Regions from separate parts of the Mus musculus genome. Here region 1 is linked to region 2. A link is a contact called in public HiChIP or PLAC-seq data. All regions are on one chromosome and are shown on one strand. The core of a region is the stretch at or near the end of the contact, and the rest is flanking DNA. Distances in the headings are between cores, read along the strand shown.

Region 1 (5,396 bases), core at 1,209-3,708, 77 kb after region 2:
TCTCTTTAACTCATTGGGTAAATGCATGGGTAGAGATTTCTAGTCATATTTACTAGACTCTTAAACTTCTACCTGAAGTGATTAGACCATTTATGTTCCCACCAAAACCATGTTGCTTCATATCATTGTCAGCATGTGGTGTATTAGCTCATTTTATAGCCATAAGGATAGGAAGTGAGGCATCAAACAGGTATGTGCACACACATCTCACAGCTGTGTTCCTCACAATGCTAGACATAAGTCAGCTGATCATTGACAGGTCAATGGATGGCAGGAGGCACCATACCACACAGTGCATATTACTCAGCCTCAGAAGGAAGGCAACTCTTGTACACACATTATAACATGCATGAATGATAGCCTTAGTATCTGAATGGGGAATGATTCCTTTGAGAATGAGTGTGTGTGTGTGTGTGTGTGTGTGTGTATGTGTATGAGAGAGAGAGAGAGAGAGAGAGAGAGAGAGAGAGAGAGAGAGAGAGAGAGAGAGAGAGAGAGAGGAGGTAATGTAAGCCTTTTCTATCTCACCTCTGAGTTTTGAATTCCTTAACCTCCCAGGTGTTAGCATTTGTCCTACTTTGTTCTTTGTTACTGTGATAAAACACCAACCAAGCACAGCTTGGGGAAGTGTTTATTTTAGCCTACTGCTCACAGGGCCCAGTGAACCCAAAGGTAAGAGCTGAAGCAGAAACCATGGAGGAAAGCTACTTACTGGCTTGCTCAACTACCTTTCTTATACAGAGCAGGCAGGCCCATCTGCCTAGGGGTGGTGCCACCTACTGTGGACTGGCTTTCCACAGACTTGTCTGCAGGCTAATCTGTTGGAAGCAATTCCTGAACTGAGGGTCTCTCTTTCCAGGTGTGTCAAGTTGACAGCTTAAGCTAATTGTAAGGAAAGCAACACTCCCTCTCCCTCTCTCTTTCCCCTTCCCCCTCTCTCCCTCCTCTCCTCTCCCTCTCTCCCACTTTGAAATGGGAAAGAAATTAGATCAGAGAGTAGAAAAACATTCCAGCTTATTTCATTTTATTACCTTTATTACCACGAGAGGATGATGACCTATTTCACTTCACAGCTGAATTCACTGCAGAAATTTCTACTGGACTGGTAAAAATGCTTGTCACGGATTAGTGGATGAAAAAAATAAGCAAGAGACATTCTCTAACTATATCTTAGATTTTATTTTACTGAAATCAAAATAATTCTTTACCTGACCCCCAAAAAATCTTATTTCTGTATCATTCAATAGCTTCTCCAATAAGCCCCATCTTGACCTTTCTTCCCTTCCTCCTCTGTCATGCTGCCCTTCTTGCCTGTCTACTCAATTATTCACATTCTTCCTGAGTTTCTCACAAGCTTATTCCCATTACAGCCTATGACCATGGTCCTGGGAACAAAATTACAAGAATAAAAATGAAAATTGAAAATTTAAACCTCTGGATGTTCACAAATAATTCAGTTTCATCTCCTGGAATTTTCACTGCAAGATTATTAGTTTTGAGTTTGGTTGAATATCTTCCTTAGCAGAAAGGAACTGTTTTAGATGTGGAAGACTTATCTGGGATATCACCTAGCAGTTTGGTAGTTACATGAACTTAAGTCCCTTTCAAACTGTCTAGGTTTCACATCCTAACTTGTGAGATGGGATAACATTGCTTAACCAGGTTCAGCACAGTGTATAGAAATAAGTCCATAGGCACAATGTGACTTGCTATGGACATTGTTATCACTTTACATACAAGAAAACTGACACTCGTCAGAAAGTTTAAGTATTTACGTCAAAGACATTGTTGGTTAGTTACGGGATAACAACTTAAAGCGGAGTGTTCAGGGTGACTCTCTGGGCTCCCACTGGGATATGAAATGCTCTGTTTGGGGTCATAGAAGTCTTGTTTCACTTCTCACTGTATAGACGAGTCTTTCGGACTGACAGGTAAGGCAGACATTTGCATTCTTTCTTCTTCATAGTTTTAGACTTGAGTTTCAAGATTCAGGCTACCTTCCTGGACTCATAGGAGAGACCATAAGATTTCTTGGGCATCTCTGTCTATGCCAAGAACCAGCTTCAGCTTGGAGAGGGGTTCTGAGGAGTTTGAGAGAGGTGAAACAAGTGACTAAAAGACAAAGACTCTTGGAGCCGGCCTGTGGCTCTCATGTCCGGGTTTGAGCCTGGAAGGCATCTTGGAACTGACAGAAAAGAGGGAGCCTAGGCAGGTTGAGAAATAATGGAACCAAGACAACTAGTCTGCTCAAGGTTCAAATGTTTAATGACAGACATGCTTTATAAAGGAGGGGGGAAAGTCCATTCCCGCCAATTCATCCTTGGAGCCTGGAACCCGCTGCAGGTGATGACATGCAGGATAGGGCAGTAGTCTCTGGAATAGTTCCGGGGCCTCTCAGCAGGTAGCAGTATCTTGAAGAGGAACAGCGACAGTGTCTCAACAATAGAGCGATCTAGGGAGGAAGGCTCCACCCTACATAATCTCCTTAGTGGCAACAAGGTCAAGTTCTGGCTCAGCCTGCTTCAGGCTTGTGGGAGGCTACAAAAGAGTTCTGCTCCAGAGAGCTTTCCAGATTGCTCTAGACAGCTTTCTTTTGCTATTCTAAAATCTCTCTGGATAGCTCTTTTCTTTCAGACTAAAGCCTAGTCTTTTATTTACATATCAATTCTGTCAATACCCCAGGTTCCCTTTTGATTATCCCAGGAGCCTGCAAGCACATTTTTTTACTTTGCAAAAGAATTCAGAGATCTGCCTGCCTTTGTTAAGCACAGACAATCGGATAGCTGGGTGGGATGCTGCCTTCAAATTACCATTCCTACTATATCTGGGCCCCGGCCTAAACTCTCTCTGTCCCAGGCTGACCTTGAACTCAGGAATCTGCCTGCCTTTGTAAGCATAAACAAACAAACAAGCAAACAACAACAACAACAAAATATCGCTGGGTGGGATCTTGCCCTGTGATACCACTTCCTGAATCTTTTTATTTCCTTCCTTTGTGTCTTTCTGACAAGCTGGCTCATAGTGCAGCTGCCTCTCTTCTTTTAAATCTGTGAACCTCCTTATATAATTCATATTGGATCTTTATATTTTGCATAGTTGAGAAATTATATATTTTTGTACATGTTTTCAGAGATCTTTGCCACAGCCTTAAGGACTGTCCTGAAGGCCTCAGCATTTACCAGTTTGCTGAGACATTAGCCACACCTTTGCAAAAAAATATAGGAAATATAGAAATATTCCTAAATCCCAAATCTGAAAAATTTTGGTCCCAAGTTTTGACTGGAATAGGATATTTAAAATAATGAGGTGGATCTTTACATACTATCTCAGGGATGCCTCGCATTTGTTCATGAGATAATCAAATTTACAGACTCATATTTATGGAAACTGAGCACTAAAAGTCCTGAATTTACTTTAACCCAATCATGTTAGCTCATTCTCTTTGTTTCAGACAGTGCTGGGGATCTAACCCAAGGCCTCATGAGTGTTATGCAACCTTACTGATACCAAAGAACTTCACCCCTGCTCCCAGAATAACCACTTAAAGCCTATTCCTCCTCATCCCCTTTATAGAGTGGTGGGGTGGGTAAATTAATCAGGTTTTCAGACTTTTATGTCCTTCCCCTTCCCCAAGATGGTGACTCTGTGAGAGAGTTTGCCTAAGAAGGGGCAGCTGTCCTTGGGTCCCACTGTTGTTCACAGACTCCTCCCTAGTCTTCGCCAGTCTGTGTAAAGATGGCGTCCCTCATATCTCTGGTGCTGCTTAATCTCCTGTGAACAAATTCTTGAGTTCTTCCTGCTAAGTGAGAACTCTAGCCATGTGTGCCATGTGGCCCCTGCAGGCTGGCTGTGATCCAGACCTTCAGGACAGAAGATCTACTTTGCCATCCATGTCACAGGGTTTACTGGTCTTCTTAAAAACATTTGTGGACTTGCTTGATGACACCACCACTTAATCTTCATGAGCATGGTTCCTTTGGAACTTTGAGATTCCTTCCATATCACATGGGAGCTGAATGGCCGGCACCCTATGTTCAGACTTCCTTTCACTTAGTCATGTTGCAACCTGTTGAAGGGGTTTCCTTCATTCAAGTGGGCAAACATTCTCCAAACTCTATGCTCAGCTTTCCTTCCCAGCTGTCTAGTACATTTCTCTCTCCATGGTTTTTCTTGGAGGGGAGGGGCCATCATTGGCCCGTAAGCTACTGACCCTCCCTTGACCTCTTCACCTTCCTCTCCTTAGAAGCTCAGCTCTCTCTTCCTCTACACCTGGAGGTTATGTTCACTCCAGCAAAGCAACAAATCTGTATTAGTTTGATTCTTTGTTGCTATGACAGACACCATGACCAAAAGTTATTTGGGAAGGAAAGGACTTATTTCATCTGACACAATCTATCCTGAATCTAATATCTGAAGGAATCCAGACCAGTAATAAGAAAGAGCAGAGGCAGAAACCACAGAGGAAAACTGCATACTGGCTTGTTCTCCTTGGTTTGCTAATATTCTTTTCTCTTCTCTTCTCTTCTCTTCTCTTCTCTTCTCTTCTCTTCTCTTCTCTTCTCTTCTCTTCTCTTCTCTTCTCTTCTCTTCTCTTCTCTTCTCTTCTCTCCTTTCCTTTCCTTTTCTCCTCCTCCTCCTCCTCCTCCTCCTCCTCCTCCTCCTCCTCCTCCTCCTCCTCCTCCTCCTCCTCCTCCTCCTCTTCTTCTTCTTCTTCTTCTTCTTCTTCTTCTTCTTCTTCTTCTTCTTCTTCTTCTTCTTCTTCTTCTTCTTCTTCTTCCCTCCCTCCCTCCCTCCCTCCCTCCCTCCCTCCCTCCCTCCCTCCCTCCCTCCCTCCCTCTCTCTCTCTCTCTCTCTCTCTCTCTCTCTCTCTCTTTTTCTTTCTTTCTTTCTTTCTTTCTTTCTTTCTTTCTTTCTTTCTTTCTTTCTTTCTTTTGTTTTGTTTTGAGTCTGGGTCTATCTACATAGCCCTGACTGTCCTGGAGCTTGCTCTGTAGATCAGGCTGGTCTTGAACTCATAGAGATCCACCTGCCTCTACCGCCTGAATGCTGGGGACTAAAGCCATGCTTCACCACATCCAGTTTCAGCTAACTTGAGTTTCAGCTCAGGTCCACCTGCCTAGGGATGACACCGCTCACTGTGGGCTGGGTTTTCAGAAGCCAATTGGAAATTAAGAAAGACAAGCCCACAAGTCAATCTCTTTGAGGTAGACCTCTGATTAAGAATTCTTCAGATAACTGTAGGCTATGTCAGGTTGACATCTGAGGCTAACTAGGAGAAAAGCCATTATCTAAGGCCCCAGTGTTAAATTTTGGAATACTAAGAGAGGTTAAAAAATTGAAACATTCTTTTCTTTCTGCACCGTGAAGCCTGGCATCATAGCTTATTGCTAATTCTG
Region 2 (5,834 bases), core at 2,151-4,650:
CCACTAGATTATAAGGTGCCCTTGAATACCCACAGGACTATATATTGTGAAGAGCTGGTCAGAAAAACTAAAATGAAAACAAAATGGTTGTTATGTGCGAATTAACAACAAGTAATTCATTAGCTATATCTAGCCTCCTAACATTTGCTTTCGGAAAGAACACTGGCGAGGCCCACGTGACCTTCAGGTTTATGTTGTCGCCATCACTGACTTATAACGTATGATGTTCTATTTTCTCATCTCCAACCCAACAGTGCACAGGCACCAATCACACCTGATACAGACTCTCTGGCTGGCTGCGACTCAAAGGATAAAGTCCAAACTCAGCGCTGCACATCCCCTCTGGGCAGTGCTCCTGACAGACTGCCACTTGCCAATCCTCATACAGCCACACTGCTGGGGTGGTCAGATCCAAACCCACATTGGATGCCTGAGCCTCAGAGGTGCAGCCTTCATTCCTTCAACTGCTCTGCAGTTTCACGCCTCTGTATCCTTGGATATGCTGGCCCCAACTGAGAGGAACCCCTTTCTCTAATCCCCGTGCTTCCTCTGACTCCTGCAGACTCAGTCTTACATCCACGGTGGCCTGTGCGTCCCTTTGGATGGGTGAAATACATACGGCACTGTGTTCCCTCACTACTGCTTACTGCATCACTTTCTAGCTGCGTGACCTTGGTCAAGTTCATTAATAACACTGAGGCTACATCCTTGTAGGATGAAAGTCAACATCAATTTGCTCCACAGTGAAAATTACTTTGTGAGCAGAGTAAGGTGTTAAACTTGTCAGTCTAGTGCAAGCACTCTAAGGCTAAGCTAAGGGAGAGACAGCTTTACTCTCCAGCCCCCCTTTCCAGGATGCTCTATGCTCTCACTCCCCTGCTCCCTTTGATATTTATTGTTTTTACTTTATGTGCACTGGTGTTTGGCCTGCATGTATGTCCGTGTGAGGGTGTCAGATCATGGTGTTACAGACAGATGTGAGCTGCCATGGGGAGTATGGGGGCTGGGATTTGAACCAGGGTCTTCTGGAAGAGCCCTCGGTGTTCTTACCTGCTGACCCATCTCTCCAGCCCCTCTGACCTTGCTTTCTGGGTCCACTAAGTTCTGTGTTTTTATCTGCAGGAAAGACCCATGGTGATGTGTGGATCATTTAAAAAGAAATGGGATGGGAAGCCTCTGAAAGACATGGGTTTCCAAACAATGTGCACAGAGGTACTGTGCTAGCACATACAACTACTAAGTCCGTCCTCAGTGAGTTTATAATCAAGAGGTGACCTAACAGAGTCCATATGAGTCTCATCTTTAAAAAACTAACAACCTTTATTGCCTTTATTGTCCTGAAGAGTAGCAAGAAATTTCCTGCTATGCTACCTATACCTGACTTGGAATGTGCTGAATCTGCCATCATAGTTACTTGCACCTAATGCATGCATGCTTTAGCATTATCAGAATCACTGATGCAATTCGGTACCAAGTCATCGAATACCTGCTTTATGAGTACAAAGATAAAGGTGGTGGACTCTGACCAGAAGCTACTAAATAAACCGAAAGGAAGCTAAGCCATCAATACACATAATTAATATAGATCAGAATAAATAATATAAGATGTATAGAGGGCCAAAAGATCAGGAAAAGACATTTGAGTAAGGGCACTGAAGCCCATAAAGTTAATACTGTATGGTACAAATTATTGATGGCCAATAACTTGTTACTACTACATATCATATATATTAATAACTGCTGCATGCCACGTCAGATTATGGATTACCCTTCCTCATTCTGATTTTAAACCTACCCGTGTTGCCTAAAGCATCGTTCAGACCTTTATGACAGTCCCATTTAACAGATGTGAAAACCGAGGTCGTGCAATTTTTCTAGGTTAAGAAGCAAAAGTAAAAATATGTAAAAAGGACCCAAGAGATATGAAAACATTCTATACAGAGGGTACGGACCCACTTCGCACTGCCACTTCCTGCAGTTCTTTCCTCTTGTGCCCAACACATCCACTGTGAATAACACATTGTAACTCTCCTTTCCCGTCAGGGCTTTTCTCTTCTCAGGTTTTAAGCTGAACTGTTGATTCTCATAAAAACACTCAAGCATTTCCACTCACTCCAGGACATGTTATTTAAATCACAGGAGCTTCAGGAGACACGAGACCGAATCAGATATCCAGGTGGACAAAGCCCCTGGTACGGTCAAGAAACTAAAGCTACTGGCTTGGGGATCCGTTCCTGGATACCCTCCAGGGGATGGCAGCAGCACTCTACTCACCCAGGAGGCACAATCCCCGGCGGAATCCTCCCCTCCTGACCCCGCTAGCAGCTTGGGCGCTGCCATCTGCTCTTTTACCCTTCACCTGCCGAGGCACCCCGCGCAACCTGCATCCTAACCCGAGGCAGGCATCGCGGGGGCAACCGAACCCCCAAACGCCGTCCAGCGCGCGCCGAGCCTGGCCCGCCCCTGGCCAGCCACTTACGGTTCCAGTACACCGGGTAGCACTCTCCTTGAGTGACATCCACCTCGTAGAGGCCGCCGCGCACGCACACCGGCTCGATGGTCACCAGCTCCTCCATCTCCGGCTCAGGCCCCGCCGCGCGCGGGCAGAAGCCGCAGGCGCTGTCCTCCTCGTCTTCCTCCCCGAAGCTGGAGCTTGGGCCACACACCCGGTCTCCATCGCGGCCCGCCGCCCGGGCCTGGGCGCCCGTGGTCTGCAGCAGGGTCCGGAAGGCGAGCTCGATGCGCAGAGAGTCGTAGCCGATGAAGGGCTTCCAGGTCTTCTTGTCTTCCTTGTAGAACCAGCGCACCTCCTCGGGGCCCAGCTCCGTCACCACCTCGTAGCGGTGCCGGGCGGCTGCGCCGCCGGGCCGGGCGCGCTTCCTGTCCCCGGGGCCCCCTCCCGCCGCCCCGCCGCCCCCCGAGTTCTGGGCGACGAGCGGCGGCGGAGGCGAAGAAGAGCTGCCGCCGCCCGCGCTCTCGCCCTCGCTGTAGTAGCGCAACGACGAGCCGGACTCGGCCGAGCTGAAGTCGTAGGTCTCGTCGCTGAGGCACGGGTCCAGAGCCAGGTGGCTCAGGTCGTCGGCGCCCGGTGCCAGGTGCAGCGGCTCGGCGCGCAGCAGCGACAGCGGCACGCTGTCGCCCGGCTGGTGCTCGAAGCAGCAGCCGCCGCCGCCGAACACGCCCGCCGCGTCCGAGCCCAGCTCCCAGGCACCGCCGCCGCGGCCGTTACGCTCGGGGCTCCGTGGGGCGCCGCGGCCCGGGTAGTTCATGCCGCCGGCGCTTCCGCCACACGCGCATCCGACGCCGCCGCCCTCTCGGCCCGGACTTTATAATCTTTCAAATCCCGAGCAGGGCAGCAGCTGCGGCCGAGGCGACTCCGCCTCCCCGCCGGCCCCCGGCCGCCGCAGCGCCGTTCCGGGGCCCGCCCCATTGTTACGCAGCCCTGCGTGGGCGGGGCCACAGGGGCCCCGCCCCCAGCCGCGCGCGCCTCCCCGGAAGGCCCGAGGACTCTGCTGGAGCTCCCGTTTGGCGCTAGGCTGTACGTAGTCTTCCGCGCCTGGAAGCGGGGGTCAGACGGGGTCGCGGCGGTCTCGGCATCCGTGGAGCCCCTGCCTCACGACTTTCGACGCAGTGGCTCCGCCCCCTCGCTTCCACGCCCCTGGATGCCAGCCGCAGTGAGGCTCTCGCCCACTCATCTTTACACTTTCGGGTCATGAGCCCCGTGGGTGATTCAGCTGTATGCCCAGAGGGGCCCTGGAAGTTGCTAGCTCACGTTCCTGGCTTTAGGCCTGCTTTCAGCATCCGAAAGACCTGCTCGGTCACCTGGTTTGGCCCTTTCCCAACCTTCAGCCCATTCATACAGAAGGCACCCCACCTCTACGCCTGCTGCTCACCTGGGCACGACCACTCCCACTTACAAAACTGGCGTCCTAGAGTCACTGTGCCAGTTCTTTAGATTGCTTGCCCTCTTGTCCTTATGCTTCCTGTTCTTTCTGTAGTGCAGTAAGGCCTTGGATGGAAACCAAGTCCCTATGTCTTAGTCTTTTCCCACAGTCTGTGCGCATTCGATGTACCTTGGTTATAACTAACTGGTCTTGCCAGCCTTGTGTGGTAGATTATTAGACTGAAAGAGGAAAAAAAAAAAAACAAAAACCTAGGTTCTAAACTCAGCTTTGCCACCTCCAGGCAAGTCACTTAATCTCCTTTATCTATTTGTCTTATTCCTTGCTATAAGTAGGAGATCGTTGCACCGGACGGTCTCTAGTAATTCTATGGCTTTTAAGCCTTCCCAAGTTTGGTTTGGTTTTTGTTTTTAGTATAACTCTGATTCTGTAACTCACTTCCTGGTTTCAGGGAGACACGGAGGCTCTGTTATGTTAGACTTCCAAGACAGAGTAAAGAGAAGACAGAGACCAGAGTCTGACCTCAACAGATGGACAGTTTATTTCAAACAAAGAAGGAAAGACACTCTCCGGAGGGAAATGGGTGTCTTAGAAGGGAGTAAACTAGCTGGGGCCCTTTATAGAGGCAAGTGGGTGGCTTGGAAATGAAATTCTTGCAGCCATAGAGCTATGTGTCGGTCTATGATGTACCTTTCCTGGAATTATCTGTTTTATTAAAAGGCAGTTCATTTTGGGGAACAGGCTGCCCCAGCAGAGATTATTTGGACTGTGGCTGACTGATGAGTTTGGTCAAGGTCAGCTGTAACTTCATAGAAATCCTGTTTTATAGCTGAGGCACTCTGTCACCTCAGACCATTCTCTTAAATTGAAAAAAAAATTCATTTTATAAACCCATCCTATCTTGAGAAAACAATCTCCAATCTTGCTCTTACTTCAAGAACAGACAGTCTTCACTGTTAATGTTTACTTTGTGGAAACAGGTCAGTAGGGCAAGTTGTCTTGCTCTCAGGATGTAACCTGTCAGAGAGCCTTCAAAGTCATTATTTCAATCAGGCTCATCTCTGTTGTGCCCTGTGCTTTTGGAGGGATCTGTTGGAAGGCCCTGCTTTCTATGGGCAGATGATACTGTTGCAATTCATGATAAATAGAGGAACATGGGTGGTATTTTCTACCATAACGACTGGATTGGCTGGATAATCTTGCTCAGTGAGCAGTCTGTCCACTTGTACATTACAGCCCCACTAACAAAGCATCTGCATTTCTGCATCCCAAATTCTTTCCCAATGTCTCTATTAATAGTATGCAGAGTAAGAAATTGAGTATGAACTTTGAACTGTGTTTTATTCATGGAGGCATTGATCCACACTGTTCTGATAGTTACCCATGTACAGACACTTCTGTATGCTTCCGATGCCAAAGAGAACCAGGATCCTCTAGCTTAGGAGATGCTATATTAAAGTGTAATTAAAAGTGGTAGATACAGTGTCAAGTCTCAAACCCTGGGACAAATGGCTACGGTGCCTATTAATATCAAAGCAGACCTGACCTCCAGGTTCTCCCAGCATCCCTTAGTCCCTGCCTGTTACAGGATATGGCTGGCATACCCTGTCTTCTACCCCAGAACTCTCCAGCCCAGGGGCCAGGCTGCCCTTACCCAGGTGCCTCTTCCCTGTATAATCCAGCCATTTTGTACTTTAGTACATTTGCCTCTTTTGTACTTTTGACCTCTTAGCTACAGCACCCAGTTCTTCTCTCTCCCCCACACAGCCCTGCTCAGTCTGGTCACCTGGTCCTCTGGACTCTACCAGATGTCTTTGTCTTATAGATATGTGAGAGAGCATAGATATGTGGGAGAGCGGAGCCATAGACATGCTCTCCCACATATCTATAATAAACTTCCTCCTCCACCATATCTAAGAGCAGCCATGTCCT

Evidence for each region. HiChIP or PLAC-seq counts read pairs in DNA pulled down with a chosen protein or histone mark.
Region 1: a contact with region 2 is called in an H3K27ac HiChIP or PLAC-seq map of embryonic stem cells, with 7 read pairs. The contact joins the enhancer-like site here to the promoter of Ddhd1 in region 2. A contact is called at or near these places in 1 of 39 promoter capture datasets (the 3T3-L1 cell line) and 4 of 115 datasets of contacts at active chromatin or transcription factors (bone marrow-derived dendritic cells, embryonic stem cells, epiblast stem cells and 1 more).

The regions. Positions count from the first base shown.
Region 1 is chr14:45,732,398-45,737,793 of GRCm38.p6, forward strand. No RefSeq gene overlaps it. Among named protein-coding and RNA genes, the nearest start is that of A530076I17Rik, 67 kb to the left of the region's middle. Within about 2 kb of position 2,459, at least 15 of the 459 cell types and tissues checked have an H3K27ac peak or open chromatin away from gene starts, as enhancers often do. A contact at or near this core is called in embryonic stem cells, where this site is marked.
Region 2 is chr14:45,654,743-45,660,576 of GRCm38.p6, forward strand. Ddhd1 (DDHD domain containing 1) reads right to left here and starts at 3,401. Exons shown (of 14, transcript NM_001042719.2): 1 at 2,480-3,401. The coding sequence starts at 3,269. Mir5131 (microRNA 5131) reads right to left here and starts at 3,311; the gene lies at 3,219-3,311.